2 separate regions of the Mus musculus genome follow, and region 1 is linked to region 2. Evidence: chromatin contacts called from public HiChIP or PLAC-seq data. All regions are on one chromosome and are shown on one strand. The core of a region is the stretch at or near the end of the contact, and the rest is flanking DNA. Distances in the headings are between cores, read along the strand shown.

Evidence for each region. HiChIP or PLAC-seq counts read pairs in DNA pulled down with a chosen protein or histone mark.
Region 1: a contact with region 2 is called in an H3K27ac HiChIP or PLAC-seq map of thymic regulatory T cells, with 5 times the contacts expected there. The contact joins the promoter of Tnfaip8l1 here to the promoter of Vav1 in region 2. A contact is called at or near these places in 1 of 39 promoter capture datasets (liver) and 1 of 115 datasets of contacts at active chromatin or transcription factors (thymic regulatory T cells).

The regions. Positions count from the first base shown.
Region 1 is chr17:56,157,623-56,164,827 of GRCm38.p6, forward strand. Tnfaip8l1 (tumor necrosis factor, alpha-induced protein 8-like 1) reads left to right here and starts at 4,869. Exons shown (of 2, transcript NM_025566.3): 1 at 4,869-4,984.
Region 2 is chr17:57,274,051-57,280,678 of GRCm38.p6, forward strand. Vav1 (vav 1 oncogene) reads left to right here and starts at 5,050. Exons shown (of 27, transcript NM_011691.4): 1 at 5,050-5,351. The coding sequence starts at 5,148.

The DNA.
Region 1 (7,205 bases), core at 3,619-6,118, 1.1 Mb before region 2:
GCTTGTTCATCACTCAACAGCAGTGAGAAGATGCTTATGACAGTCTTGAGGGAACAGTGTTGCAGGGACAGGGAACAGCATGCATGTGCAGAGGCAGAGCTCTGCACAGCCCACATTGACAGTCCTGGAGTAGGGTAAAGGCTGGTGTAGGAGGGACACTGAGGAAACAAGGATCAGAGTGGGAGGAGGGAGGCAGGAGGGGATGCAGGCCAGCAGGGACCCCGAGGGCTACAGGGAGGACTTGTGTTTTGACAGAGGGAGGAGGAAGCTGAGCCTGTGGTGACTGCAGGGAGACTGCAGGGGTGCACAGAGCAGACGCAGCCCTGCCTGGTCTGTGTAGGATGCTGTGCATCTCAGGGGAAGAGAATACCATCTCCTGACTCATGTTCTTTACCTGCTGGAGGGAGGGACTCCATCACAGGGACCGAGGCAAAACATTAGCTAATGCACATTGCTCCAGATTCCAAGCAGTGTGGGGCTGCTGGGTGACCCCTTTACCAGGTCGTTCTGCTGTTCACACACCTCAGTGAGCTGGGAAGATGAGACCAGCAGCAGCCTAGGTGCAGCCCAGGAGATATCACCTGTGAGGGCAGCTGCTGGGGGTGAGGACTGCAGGACATGTGGGTTCCTTTCTTTGTACCTTCTGAGATCTCAGAATGACCTTGGCACCCGGGCCTCTATATGCAGCCCTCCAGGGTCACCAGGCCCCCTGAGCTCCCCCAAGGGAGCCACTGACACCCCAGGACCTCTGAGGACACAGTGATAGTGACAAGGAAGAGAGGGCGCAGGCATGTCCTGGGGAGAGTGGCATGGTGTGGTCTCTGGTTCTGAGTTTGAATTCATTCCAGCCTGCTATGACACACCGTCCTTCTGTGTGGGCTCATTCGGGACAGTCAAACTTTATTTGACTGGTTGATGAACATTTAGTGAGTGCCTACTGTATGCTAAACCCTGCTTAGGCCAACAGGGACACAGGAGAGGGGTAATGTCAGCTGTGCCCTCACAGTCTGATTTCAGAAGCTGAGACAGGGGGATGATGACTTTGAAGCCATACTGGGATACACAGAATGAAAGGGGGTATACTGGGTGAGATGGCACATGCTTCCCATCTCAGCATTGGAGAGTTGAAGCAGGAGTTCAAGGTCATCCTCAGTTACATAGCAAGATTAGGCCAGCCTGGGCTACAAAGACCCTGTCCAAAAAGAAGGAAGGATGGGAAAAAGGAAGGAAGGTAGGGAGGAAGGAAGGAAGGGAGGGAGGGAGGGAGGGAGGGAGGGAGGGAGGGAGGAAGGAAGGAAGGAAGGAAGGAAGGAAGGAAGGAAGGAATTAGACAGACACAGAGCTGACAACTTTGCCTACATCCTTTAAGTTTTGCTTTATCTTAATTTTTGAGATAGGATTGGATTTCACGTAGCCCAGGCTAGCCTCCACTTCATTGTATACTGGAGACATTGAACTCTTGATCCTCCTGCCTACACCTCCCCAGAGCCTGATGACAGATATTTGTTGCCTAGGGATGGGCCCCCATGCCTGACCATGGCGGTGGGGCACTCCACCCACTGAGCCCACCCCAACGGTGTTCCTAAGGTCGCAGGACTCTTGGCCCTTGATCTTGCCCAGTCCAAGGTGGTGGTGAATCATCATCCTCAGAGACAGAAACCTGGACCGCATTCCCAGCCATGCACATCCACTGTGGCTTTCGGCTTTCATTTTATCCTCCCACGTAGCCTGGGGACTGGCGACTGATGGTGGCTTCTGCTGGCTGGTGGTGCAGCAAGCTGGGCAGACAGCCTCAGCCCCAGACCCCACACCCAGCCTCTGACCCTAAGGAGGGAACAGAACCCTCATATACATTCCTGGGGATTCCCCGGCCGGGCCCACATTGCGGGGGTGGGGGTGGGCAGGGAGTTGTCCAGCAATGCTCTCCCTCTCTGCTTCCTCCCCTTGAAGTCTCTCCCCCAGTGCCTGGGGACAGATTGATCGTGGTGTGTGGGTGTCACTCACAGAGCCACACAGGCTGATAGAGAGAAGGAGCTCTGAGAACCAGGGCCTGCACCCCAATGTGGTGTCCCAACGTGGGGGGACCCTGGCAGCCCTACCTCACAAGGGTCCCAACCTTGTCCACACTTTGTGGTATCACCATTCAGACCCTATGAGAGGCCCAGGGAAAGGGGTTGCTTGATCGGGGTCATACATCAGAGAGAGGTGCAATGCAGACTGTCAGGGTGCTGGAGAGCTGGTGGTGGTGAGTCTGGAGTGACATGGACCTGTGATCCCTCACGTCTGGAGCCAGGATCGAGGGCTTATTCTCTGGGAGGCGTGCAGAGCGCGCCTCCTGCTGGGCACGGCCGGAATCTGCAATGCTAACCAGATCCCAGGAAAGACCTCTCAGGACACTGAGATTTCCTGAGGTGCAACTCTCAGCCCTTGTGAAGCTCCTTTCTGAGTTGTCTTCGTTAGGGTCTCCATTGCTGAGAAGAGACACCATGACCAAGGCAACTTTTCATAAAGGACAATATTTAATTGGGGCTGGCTTACTCAGACTGAACTCAGAGGTTCAGTCCATTATCATCAAGGTGGGAAGCATGGCAGCATCCAGGCAGGCATGGTGTAGGCAGAGCTGAGAGTTCTACATCTTGATCCAAGGGCAGACTGGAGAAGACTGGCTCCCATGTGGCTAGGAGGAGGGTTTCAAAGCCCACTCCCAAAGGGACACACTTCCTACAACAAGACCAAACTTCCTAATAGTGCCACTCCTGGGCCAAGCATATATAAACCATCACATGAGCTAATCTTTTAATCTCTGTTTTCTCATTCTAAGACGATCCCTCCTAACCCCCTAACCTTTATTGATCTCTGCGGTCTGAAGCTTTGTTCCCATCCAACACTAGCTCTGTCCTCTCCCCAGCCCCAGGTACCCACCACCCTATTTCCTGTTTCTGTGGCTCTGATCAATGCAGAGAACTCCTGGGAGTGGGACTGTACGGGATGCATCTGTGTGTGGCTCACATCACCAGATATCATGGGGACCTGGTGTCTGAATGGCCTCTCTCTTCCAGGCAGAGTAATATTCCCCCCTCTCTAGGCAGCATGCCTCATCTCCTCTCTCCAGTGATGGACACGTAGCCTGCTTCCATCGTTTGGCTACGGTGAATAATTCAATTAAAATTGCCATAAACTCATGTCAGAATCTATCTTTCTACTCGAGTGTACCTAGGTGGGGAATGCCCTGGGGTCATGGAGGTTTTCCGGAAATTTCCAATTGTTTTCTATATGGTCCGGTGTGTGTCCCCTCATCCTTACAGACAATTTGTAAGTTGTTTATTATTATTATTATTTACTACTGCTTCTAAGCTGGGTAGGGGCTTAGGGCTTCCTGCATGCTAGGAAATAATTCTACCTCCGCCCATGCCCCCTTGCCCACTTGATCTAGAGGATCAAGCGCACCAGAGCACCTCTGCTAGACTCTGTGAGGACCTGGTGAGGGAGACACTGGCAGAGCCAGGGAAGACAGTCCACATCCTCACAAGAGCCCACTCAAGGCTTCACTGGGGAATTCTAGGCAGAGGCTCCACCCTGTCCACGACCCAGCCTCTCACCACGGGACTCTAGGCAAGTGGGAGGGGTAGGCTCTAGCCCTGAACCCACACAGCTGGGTTTGATCCCCACTTTATCACACCTATGATATCTGTGGGTTCCTCAGACTCTAAGTGCTCAAAAATCAGAAGCCCCCAAACCTGCTTCAGTGACACCTGCTTCCCCCCACACACCTCAAAAACACACTAATTGCCCTGGCTCATACTGGGGTATGAAAAACCTAGAGCTGTGGTCTCTGTCTTTGATACTGAGCTCTGTCTAGGGTCCTGTGTGGCTGTCACAAGGGTGAGCTCCTGGTACAGAGCAGATAGAGGCCATGTTCAGCACCCGGCAGAGCTGGGATGGCTACTGAACTTGTAAGTTCCTGGCCCAGAGCACAGACAATCTGAAATCAGGAAAGCCACTTGGGTCTGTGCTGCTCTAGGCAAGTCACTTAAGGTTTCTCTGGGTCTCAATTTCTATCTCTCAAAAGCCTGGATTTAGTTTTGTGTGTTAAGGCTCATGCAAGGAAGGTTAGAATGCAGTCAGCAAACACCTGAGGGGGCTTTCTGAAGAGGGAAGATGGCAGATGAGGCTTTTCCAAGTGTCCTTGCTGTGACAGGGCCATCCAGGCACAGGAAGTGCAGACCCGTGGTTGAGTTGGGGTGGAGTTTGGAGTAAGGTGGGGGTGTTGGGGATGGGTTGGGGGTGGTGGGAGTGTGGGAATCACTCCCAGACTGATTTTCCAGGTCTCACAGCTGCCCCCTGGGAGGTAGCTGGCCCTGTCTGGCCTCTGTCAGGGAGGTCATCACAGTGCCTCCCCCCTTACTCCAGAGACACCAACTGAAAGAGAGTCTCCGCAGTACTCAGGAACCCCAAAATTGTTGCAAGGCAAATGTTGGGGTGCATTTGTCATGGGAGTCCCAGGTGACACTCTAACTACCTAGTGGGTAAACTGAGACCCGCTCAGAGGGATGCAGGTGTCTCGCGGAGGCGCCTCTCTTCGCTTTGGCCTCTCAGATCTCTGTCGCGCGGTGCACGTATACCCCATTTTTCTCTGTCTCAGTCTCCTTCCTCTTCCTTCCAACACTTTCCCGCCACGGCATCCCTTGCGCTGGGCACCCAGCGCCGGCGCTATTCCGGAGGAATCTCCCGGCCGCAGACCACGCCCTCGCCCACGCCCGCGTCATGCCTCCCACCTCCTGGCAGAGGCTTGCTGCCATTGGCTCCTTCGTACACTGCCTGTGCGCTACCATTTGCTGAGCCAGTGAGCGTTTAGAGGGGGCGAGCCCTTTCTCGGGGGCGTGGCCTCCTAGCCAGCGGCCGGGCTCAGATCCAGCGGCCAATGCCTCTGGCCCCACAGAGGCACCTACAGAAAACTGAAGGCTTGACACATCCCGAGGAGCAGGTGAGCGATGGGGTCCTGCATTGGCTATCCTGGGTTCTTTCCGTCCCCTCCTATCCCCACACCGTCCTCTGTATATCCCGCCTCAGTTTCCTCTGTATACCTATTACTGACTGTGGGAGCATGGGTGTTGTGAGCAGGTTGCTGTGGGCTACTGTAATAGTCCTAACACATGTCCTCAAGAGGACACTTGATGGACTTGGCTCTGTACAAGTGTGCAGCCTGACTCCAGAATGGTCTAGGTATTCTCTGAGGTAGCCAGCTGGACCCCACTGTGGCTCTGGCTGGTGCAGGGTTACCCTGACTGGGACTGGCACTTCAAGCTTCCCATTGCCCGAGGGCTTGAACTCAGTTTTACCATCTGGGAACTGGGACAGTGGCTGTCACATAATTGGCAGGTGACCTGATCCAGGTCTGCAGCCTCCTGGCTCTTTCAGTGTTGGTTTGGAGGATAAACTGGGGTCCAGAATATGGGCTGCGGATGGCCAGAGAGATGGAGACACTGTCTCCAGAACCATATTCTGGTTTGTCACCTTTGTGAGCAGCGGGGCTGGAGAGGGACAGGGTGGAACACTAAACTGGAAACAGGCCTCTGGGTCACTTCCCGAGCTCCAGGCTGTGACGCCTCTGAACACCTTGCCTTGGGGTTAGGACACAGCTCAGACAAACCTGACTCACTTGAACAAGTAACTTAATTATAAGCCTCAGTTTCCCTGTCTGACTTGGGACAGTTGTTTCGTGACTCCCTGAGGCTTCTTGGGGGTGCTTAAACAGACAAAAGAGAGGCTGAGCCAGGGTGGGCTACACACCGAGGCTGTCTCTAAAACAAAAGGGACCCTAGGGTGTAGCCCAGTGCGTAGAGTGCTCACCTAGTAAGCAAGAGGCCTTGGGTTCCGGCCCAAACACAACATATACCAGGACATTTACCCATTTACCCAGTGCTTAGAATAGAGGCAGGTGGATGCCTGTAAGTTTGAGGCCAGGTCTACAAAGTGAGTTCCAGGCTAGCCATAACTATGTATAGAGATCCTGTAACAAACAACAGCCAACAGAGAAAGAGAGAGAGAGAGAGAGAGAGAGAGAGAGAGAGAGAGAGAGAGAGAGAGAGAGAACAGGAATGTAGGCTTTGAGTGCCAAACTTCCTGTTTTTCTGTCCTGGGACCTCAAAGTGGCCGCCTCTTCTCCACATGGAATGTCCTTGCACTTGAGACCTTTGTGCGTGCTGAGCCCTCTACAACCCTGGCAGATCAACACAGGCAGCGACAACTTTAAAACATAATAAGTTCATGATCTGGGCCGCACCTAGGATGTGGGTGACTGGGAGGGATGAGGGCGGGGCCATGGGGACTGTACAATGTAACAGAACAAAGAGAGTCATCACAGAACACCTGCCCTGGGCCTTCCCACACATGGTGAGCCAGACTTGGGCCAGGGCTGCTAGTTCCGTAATGGGTGAGTGGTGGATCCTGAGGGTATGAAGAGACATAGAGACTTGTCCCTCAGTTTACTCTCTCAGCCCTAGGCAAGCTAGGACTCACCTCACAAAAATCTGATTCCGTATGAGGGGACTCAGCATACAGGCCAAATAATCATGGCCACAGGAAGGCGTGCCACCCACTGACTCAGGTGCCATCCAGGGCTTAGTGGAGGCTTAAAGAGAGTGAGACTTGATCCGGGGGCCCAGTGAGCTCACTCCTCCAAGAACCCCAGTGTCTCCCCTGCATGGTTTTTCTGAGCCCCAACCCTGTGTTTCCCCATGTGGAAACCAGCGGAGGTAACCACTCCAGAGGGTGCTGTGCAGGTGGGGTCTTCTGTAGTCCTGACCAAAGAAAGAACCGTGGTAGGGTTGACCGTGTGCATAGCTCTGGAAGATTCCCAGACTAGATCATTAGGCTCCCAAATTTTAGGGTGGACCCCAGGGAAAGGTTGTAATGCAATGAGCTTCCAGGTAAGGGCTGGATTCAAGTCCCAGTTCTAGCCTGGTGTTATTCTGTGCATATCTGTCAGCTCCCAGGCCCCTGACTCAGTTTCTCCTTTTGTCATAACCATGAGAAGTTACTTAGTCATTTGATAAACTGTCCCTGAACACTGAGATAACTGAAGTGTGGTAGCTAATGTCGCCAGCACACAGCAGTGACTGAAGCTGGCCCAGTGCCCACCATCCTCCTGCCTCACAGTTGGTAATGCTGGACTCTGTCCTGAACTATAATAGTAACTGTAAGAA
Region 2 (6,628 bases), core at 3,800-6,299:
AAATATGCACACTTCCTGTTTGTCACCTAGGTAACTCCGCCCCCTCCCACTCCCCATGGTCCTGAACTTCACACCTCATATAGAATTTTCTGTTTCTCCAGTAGCCAATGGAGGAATGGGGGCAGGCGCAAACTCTAGTTCAAGTTTGGAAATCTCAATCGATGGAGTCGTCATTGTCTGGGTCTTTTGGGGGATAATTTACTTGGGCGGGGGAGCGTAGGGGTGGGGAAACAGGGAAGGGAATAGGCAGACTTGAGGGAGATCTGTGGGTCTACTGTGTCTGTGCACAGCTGCACAAAGATTCAGGGGTGTAGTCTCCAGCAGACACTCCACAGATTCAGGTGGAGTTGGGATCTGGGGGGTCTCACTTTTCACACTAAGCTGATATGGATGATTTAAGACCTACTGTGTATCAGCCTGTCCCTGGAAGCTCAGTTACCCCAATTCCAGCTACAACCAACAACCAACAGAGAGATGAACGAAGATAATTTCTAATGGTCCCTCCTGGTTTAAGCCATGAGACAGGAAGATTCGAGAAGGAAGGCTAGGGGGAGCAGGCTTTTTTTTTTTTAATTTAAATTTTATTTAAATAAACAACATTCAAATTCATTTACATTATATAAAAATTAATTTAAATGACAGACCGGGTGCCCAGGTTCGAGGATGGTGGTCAGAGGACAAATCTGTAGAAAAGGCTCTCTCCTTCCATCTTCACGTGCGTTCCAGGGACGGAACTCAGGCTAGCAGGCTTTAGGGACAAGCGCCCTCATCAGCTGAGTTATATTGCCAGCCCCACGCGGACTGGCGTTCTTTAAGTATGAAAGGAGGCGGTAACTTGGGAGCTGAGACCTAGGTTTAGATTGAGGCAAGTTTTGGGATGCCTGAGAGGTCCGTGGTGGTGGGGTATGGAGAATGAAGAGTGAGGCGGTTAGACGGGCTAATTTTGATCTTTTCACAGGACCAAAATGCTGATGTGGGTGAGGAGTGGACCAGAAAAAGAGGCCAGGAGGGGAGACCACTCAGTAAGAGGCGCGCCCCGTTTTAGCCAGTGACCACAGGGGAGTTTAGGAAAGGTTTTGGAGCCAGCCAGGGAGGGAGGGGCAGATCCGGATTTGCGATGGCGTACACGAAAGTGGAAGCCAAGAGTATTTCCGCAGAGAGCAGGAAACACGCTGGGAGCTGCGCGAGGGCCACCTAAGACACGCCTGGGTTCCCGGACACGCATGACGCGTGGCTATTCACTTGGAGAGCTATTCCGGCGCCCGCAGACTGTCTTGGATAGATCCTCCGGTTCTCCCTAAGGGCTGATGGCTCCACCCTGACCAGTAGGGAGCCCGGGATCTTACAACGACCACCTCCTCACTTACCTGGAGGGGACTCGGGGAATCCGACGGGACTCAACCTGAAGGCTCAGCCGCTGAGCAGCGAAATGCCCACACCCCAGCTAGGCCCAGCCTCCGCTGCCCTCACCTGGCTGGTGCCCAGCCCCGGCCCCTGGCTCCGCCCCTATAAGCCCCGCCCCATCGAGGCCCTCTCCGTCAGGCCCCGCCTCCATAGGAACCTCCCAGGCGCTCAACCAGCCCCTTTGGAACAAGTCCCCGTCGGAAGCCGCGCTCCCTTTGAACCTCTGTGTGTGTGTGTGTGTGTGTGTGTGTGTGTGTGTGTGTGTGTGCGTGCGCGCGCGCCTGTGCATGTGCGCGCGCGCGTGTTTGTCTTGTTCTCTTTATTTCTTTTCCTTGGCATCTCCAAGTGGCCCTTACTTACTGTCCAGTTCTTTAAACAGACGCCCCACCTCCTCACGGCCACGCCCCACTAGTGCTGAAGTTTGGGAAACTAGAACGATTTTTACGCTTTCTTTCTTTTTCCTCTTCGTTTTTTTCTCCTATCTCCCAGCTCCTTTATAGCACTCAGCTATGTATCCGAGGATGACTTAGGCTCCTGATCCTTGAGAGCCGGGATGACAGGTGTGCCATATCTGGTTTATGTGGTGGCTGGGACTGACCTGAGAGAGCGCCCTGCCCACTGAGGGCCAGCCTCAAGCTCTGGAATGACTTTTACTACATGCCATGTCTCCCTGAACGAGTTGAGGCTGTCTCTCCAAATCCCCAGGGATTCAAGTCGGTTCAGGGCAGCTCTGGGGCTGTGGCGTCAAACCTGCAGCTTCCTCCAGGCCCGCCCCCGCCCCGGTTTGGAATTGTGAGAAAGGCGACAGCCTCCCGCTAAAGACGGGATCGGGCTGGATTTTGGGACCAGGACGAGGAAAGAGGGAATCTTTTCTCAGGTTGGGGGTGGGGCTGTATCCTGATGGCTGGAGAAGAGTTAGAGGAAGTCGAGGGTTGGGAATTTGCGGCAAGAGAGGCAATACTACGTTTATTCAAAGGCCACGTTTGTACACTGGCCCAGCACGCAGGAATCAGGATTTCAGCGTCAGCCTTAGATACATCACGAAGTTCAAGGTCAGTCTGAGCTCTACATGAGACTTTAGTAAAGTATTCTATATAATAGAGGCAGCCCTCATTAAACTCCTACGGTAAACCAAGACAATTCGGCTTGCCTTCTCTTGTCTCAACGGCTCAGTTTTCAGTTACATCCTCCTAGGAATGAGACGTGTACCATTCACCCCCATTTTCTCTATGGAGAGATCGAAGCACGAGACGAGAGGAACTAAGCCATTCGTGCAAATGTACCTCAGCTTGGAAGTGGTGGAGATGGAATTCGAATCTAGAAACCTAGTGGGCGCTCTCCAGCTGCCTCTCGTTTTTGTTTTGTTTTCACTGCCTGGCCTTCCTACCCTAACTGCGTGCAAAGAAAACAAATTGTTACCCGGTTTAGAGAAGAGGGAGAGGACGCGTAGGAAGTCACAGACGCCAAAAATAGGGGATAGAAATTGTCCTCGCCTGTAAGGTTGCAAAACGGGAGGGTTTTCAGGTTGTGCCCACCCCTACCCATATCCTCAGTGCGTAAATGAGACTCAAGCTGGTCCAGTGAAGCCGTTTAGCGCCGCCTAGAGGCCATAAGGATAAAAGGTGGGGTGCTAAGGAAGCGGCTTGGAATCTGGTGGGTTAGTCAGGGAGAGGCTTGCTTGCCAAGGTAATTTTAGTTCCTGAGAAGCTATGGTCAGGAAAGCAGTACATATTTGTTAGACAAATCAACTAATAAATGACAGGGAAGGGCACTGGTGACCTTGACTCGGACGAGAACTCACAGCAGGGAAGGTGGGCTTATAGTATGATAATTAAGGGTGGAGGAGGGCTGTGGCTTAAAATTTAGGAAGACTTAAGGGAAAAAAAATGACATTTGGGGGCTGGGGAGATGGTTCAGTCAAATGCTTGCTACTCAAATGAGAGGACAAGAGTTCAAATCCCTAGGGCACAATTAAAGCAGGAGGAGGTAGTCTGTGCTCTTTAATCTCAGTGCTCCTAAGACGAGATGGGGGCAGAGACAATTCTGGAAGTTCAGCTAGCCAGGAGCAGTTAGCCCAGGAGTAAGAGAGACTCTATGTTAAGTATGTGGAAGAGAGGGTCTACACTGAGGCTGTCCTGCCACCTCAACACACACGCCATAGTGTTCTCTCTCTCTCTCTCTCTCTCTCTCTCTCTCTCTCTCTCTCTCTCTCTTTCTCACACACACACATACAAGTTTTAAAGAAAAAAGGAAAAGTGGGTGGTGAGGGTGAGAGGGCTCTGTGGGCAAAGGTGATTGCTACCAAGCCTAATGATCTGAGCTCAATCGTTGGGGCTTGCATGGTGGAAAGAGGACCTACTCCCTTGGGCTGGTGAGATGGCTCAGTGGGTTAGAGCACCTGACTGCTCTTCCGAAGGTCCAGAGTTCAAATCCCAGCAACCACATGGTGGCTCACAACCATCCGTAACAAGATCTGACCCCCTCTTCTGAAGTGTCTGAAGACAGCTACAATGTACTTACATATAATAAATAAATAAATAAATAAATCTTTAAAAAAAAAAAAAAGAGGACCTACTCCCCCATGTTAACCTTTGACCTCCACACATGTACTGTGCCCCACATGTACCTTCACACATACACACATACATATGTATATATATACACACACACACATATATATATGTAATAAAAGTGAAATGGCTTTCAAAGTAGAATATATTTTCTAATGTTTATTATAGTTCTATTTGTTGGCAGTTTCCTACATGTTAACAACCTATCTTCGTCCTACCCACCCTCAACTCCCCTCTGACTCCGAATGAGAGTGGACTCTCTTTACCTTATCCCCACTTTCTTGCTCTTTTGTAACCCTTTGCATCCATTACTGCTGCCTGTGGGCATGTTGGCTCCCTCCTGGCTTTGTCTTGTGCTGCCACCATAACTGCACGGAGTTCATGAGCGTAGTGGCCATGGGTATGCCCTGGAGATAGCATTTCACATCCCCCGCCCCCGACTCTTACCGACTTTCTGTTCCTTCTCCCTTGAGCCTCGGGCTGGTGGTGGTATAGATGTCCCATCTATGGCTGAGCACTCAGTAATCAAAAAGTAACATGTAAGAAGTGATGGAGTGAATTAGTGTCTTCTGTCAGGTGGTGGGCACAAGTGCAAAGGCCCTGGGGCAGGATGGAGGTCAGGGAGTGAAGAACAGAGAGAGGAGAAGAGGCTGGCAGGGGTTGGGGCAGGGTGAACAGGGCCTTGTGGGGTGCAGGAAAGACATGAGTTTTGGCCCCAAAGCAAGGTTGAACCAGGAGGGTTATGGGTGGTGGAAGAATGGTTGAGACTTGACTCAGTGTTCAGTGGTCCCTTTTGGCTGCTGCAGGGGCAAAAGGCTGTGAGAGATCAGGGCCGTAGACTGGGGACCAGGAGGAGACAGGAGGTGACAGCCTAGGTGCCTACGGCTGGATGAGATAGTGGCACCTTAGTTCAGCAGGTGCCCAGGTCTGCTCAGTGTAGGTGGAGAAAGACGAGGTCACACCAGTGAGTGGAAGCTGTGAGGGCGTAACTGCAGATGCTGCTCCCCCTCCGCCCCACAGCTCCTCCCCACCCCCACCCCGGGGCGACAGTTACAGTCACAGAAGAGGAAGTGGTGTTGTAGTTGTCCCCACTGGGGCAGGCGGCGGCGGTGGTGAAGGAACGAGGGTGCACGGGGCCTCCCCGAGGGGCCAAGTGAGAGGCCGGCAGCCACCATGGAGCTCTGGCGACAGTGCACCCACTGGCTGATCCAGTGTCGGGTGCTGCCTCCCAGCCACCGTGTGACCTGGGAGGGGGCCCAGGTGTGTGAGCTGGCACAGGCACTGCGGGACGGTGTCCTCTTGTGCCAATTGCTTAACAACCTGCTTCCCCAGGCCATTAATCTTCGCGAGGTTAACTTGCGGCCCCAGATGTCCCAGGTGAGTCTGCTGGGTGATGCTAGGGCCCGACTGGATAAAGGCTGGTAGGCCCGGCTCTGGCTATGGAGAGGTGTCGAGCAGAACGGAGCTCTGGGTGGGTTTGTACACTCTTGGTTGGCTTGCAGCTGTCCCAGCAAATTTAGGGGGAAATCTCCCTATCCCGCCCCGCCCCCAGCTGACTCTGTTGAGATCCATTTAAAGGGGTCCTAAGAGGTATCTTGTTGCCTCGTAGTTAGCCAAGAGGGTGCATGAGGTTGGAGAACCAGATTCAAGAGAGAGAGGCCTTCAGTTTCTCCCCCACCGGTGGCTCCTCCTCTTCCACCTCTTCTGCCCCCCTCCTCCTCACATCTTCCTTCACCTCCATTTCCTGCCAGGGCTTTGTGCTGTGTGGCGTGGAGTGTTGGGGGCTGCAATGCGAGACCCTGTGGCATCCCAACTCTACCTATTTCGGGAAGGGCCCATTGAAGTGCAGGGCCCAGGCCTAGGGTCCTAACAAGGCCCTGGGTGTCCCTGAGTTTGACATCTGTGCACTCTCCGTGTTTCAAGTGGAGGCATGGTCAGACTATGCCCCGGTGAGCCTAGAAAATGTATTCAAATCCTTATTTGAATGTGGCTGGGGTGGTGGTGAAAGGTGACTGGTGGCTTTGTACTCTTTTCTCTGCTTCCCCAGGGATGCTGGGTTTCGGGGGGAGGGCTGATAGCCCTAGAAATGAAAGGTATAGGTTCAAGTCAAAGGGATCCACAGCCTTACCGTGGGGTGTGAGGGACATGAGTTGTATCTAAGGGAACATGGCCTTGCCATGGGGTCTGAAGGACACATCCTTGGTGTAGGGGGCATCTGTCTGTCTGTCTGTCCTCTTGCTCTCAGTCTGCCAGTCCTGTACAGCCTGTTTTTCCAAGTCCCAGGAGGCTGTCCCTAGAAATGATGAGCAACGGGGTCAGAGCCTAGTTTCTTCCCTTCATGCGAGGGGTCCCATGGAGTTGAAGACGGGAGTTACTTTAAGAATGGCCTGCTGCAGTCTCCAGGGTATTTCTGGGGTTGTCAGTGAGCCAGCAGTCTCTGAAGCTGTTGTGAGTCCTCTGAAGGAAGTAGGGAACAGAGCACCCACTGTCCCCCATGGACCGTCCCTCTGGCTGGCTAGGGGTCAGCAGAGATTTGCCTACATTTGCTTGAACTTCAGTAGCTTTCAGGGCTTGAGGAAGTAGCTATGGGACTCTTGGGCCCCAGCTCTGGCGGGACTCAGGGTGCCCAATGATGTGGCAATCACAGCTGTTGG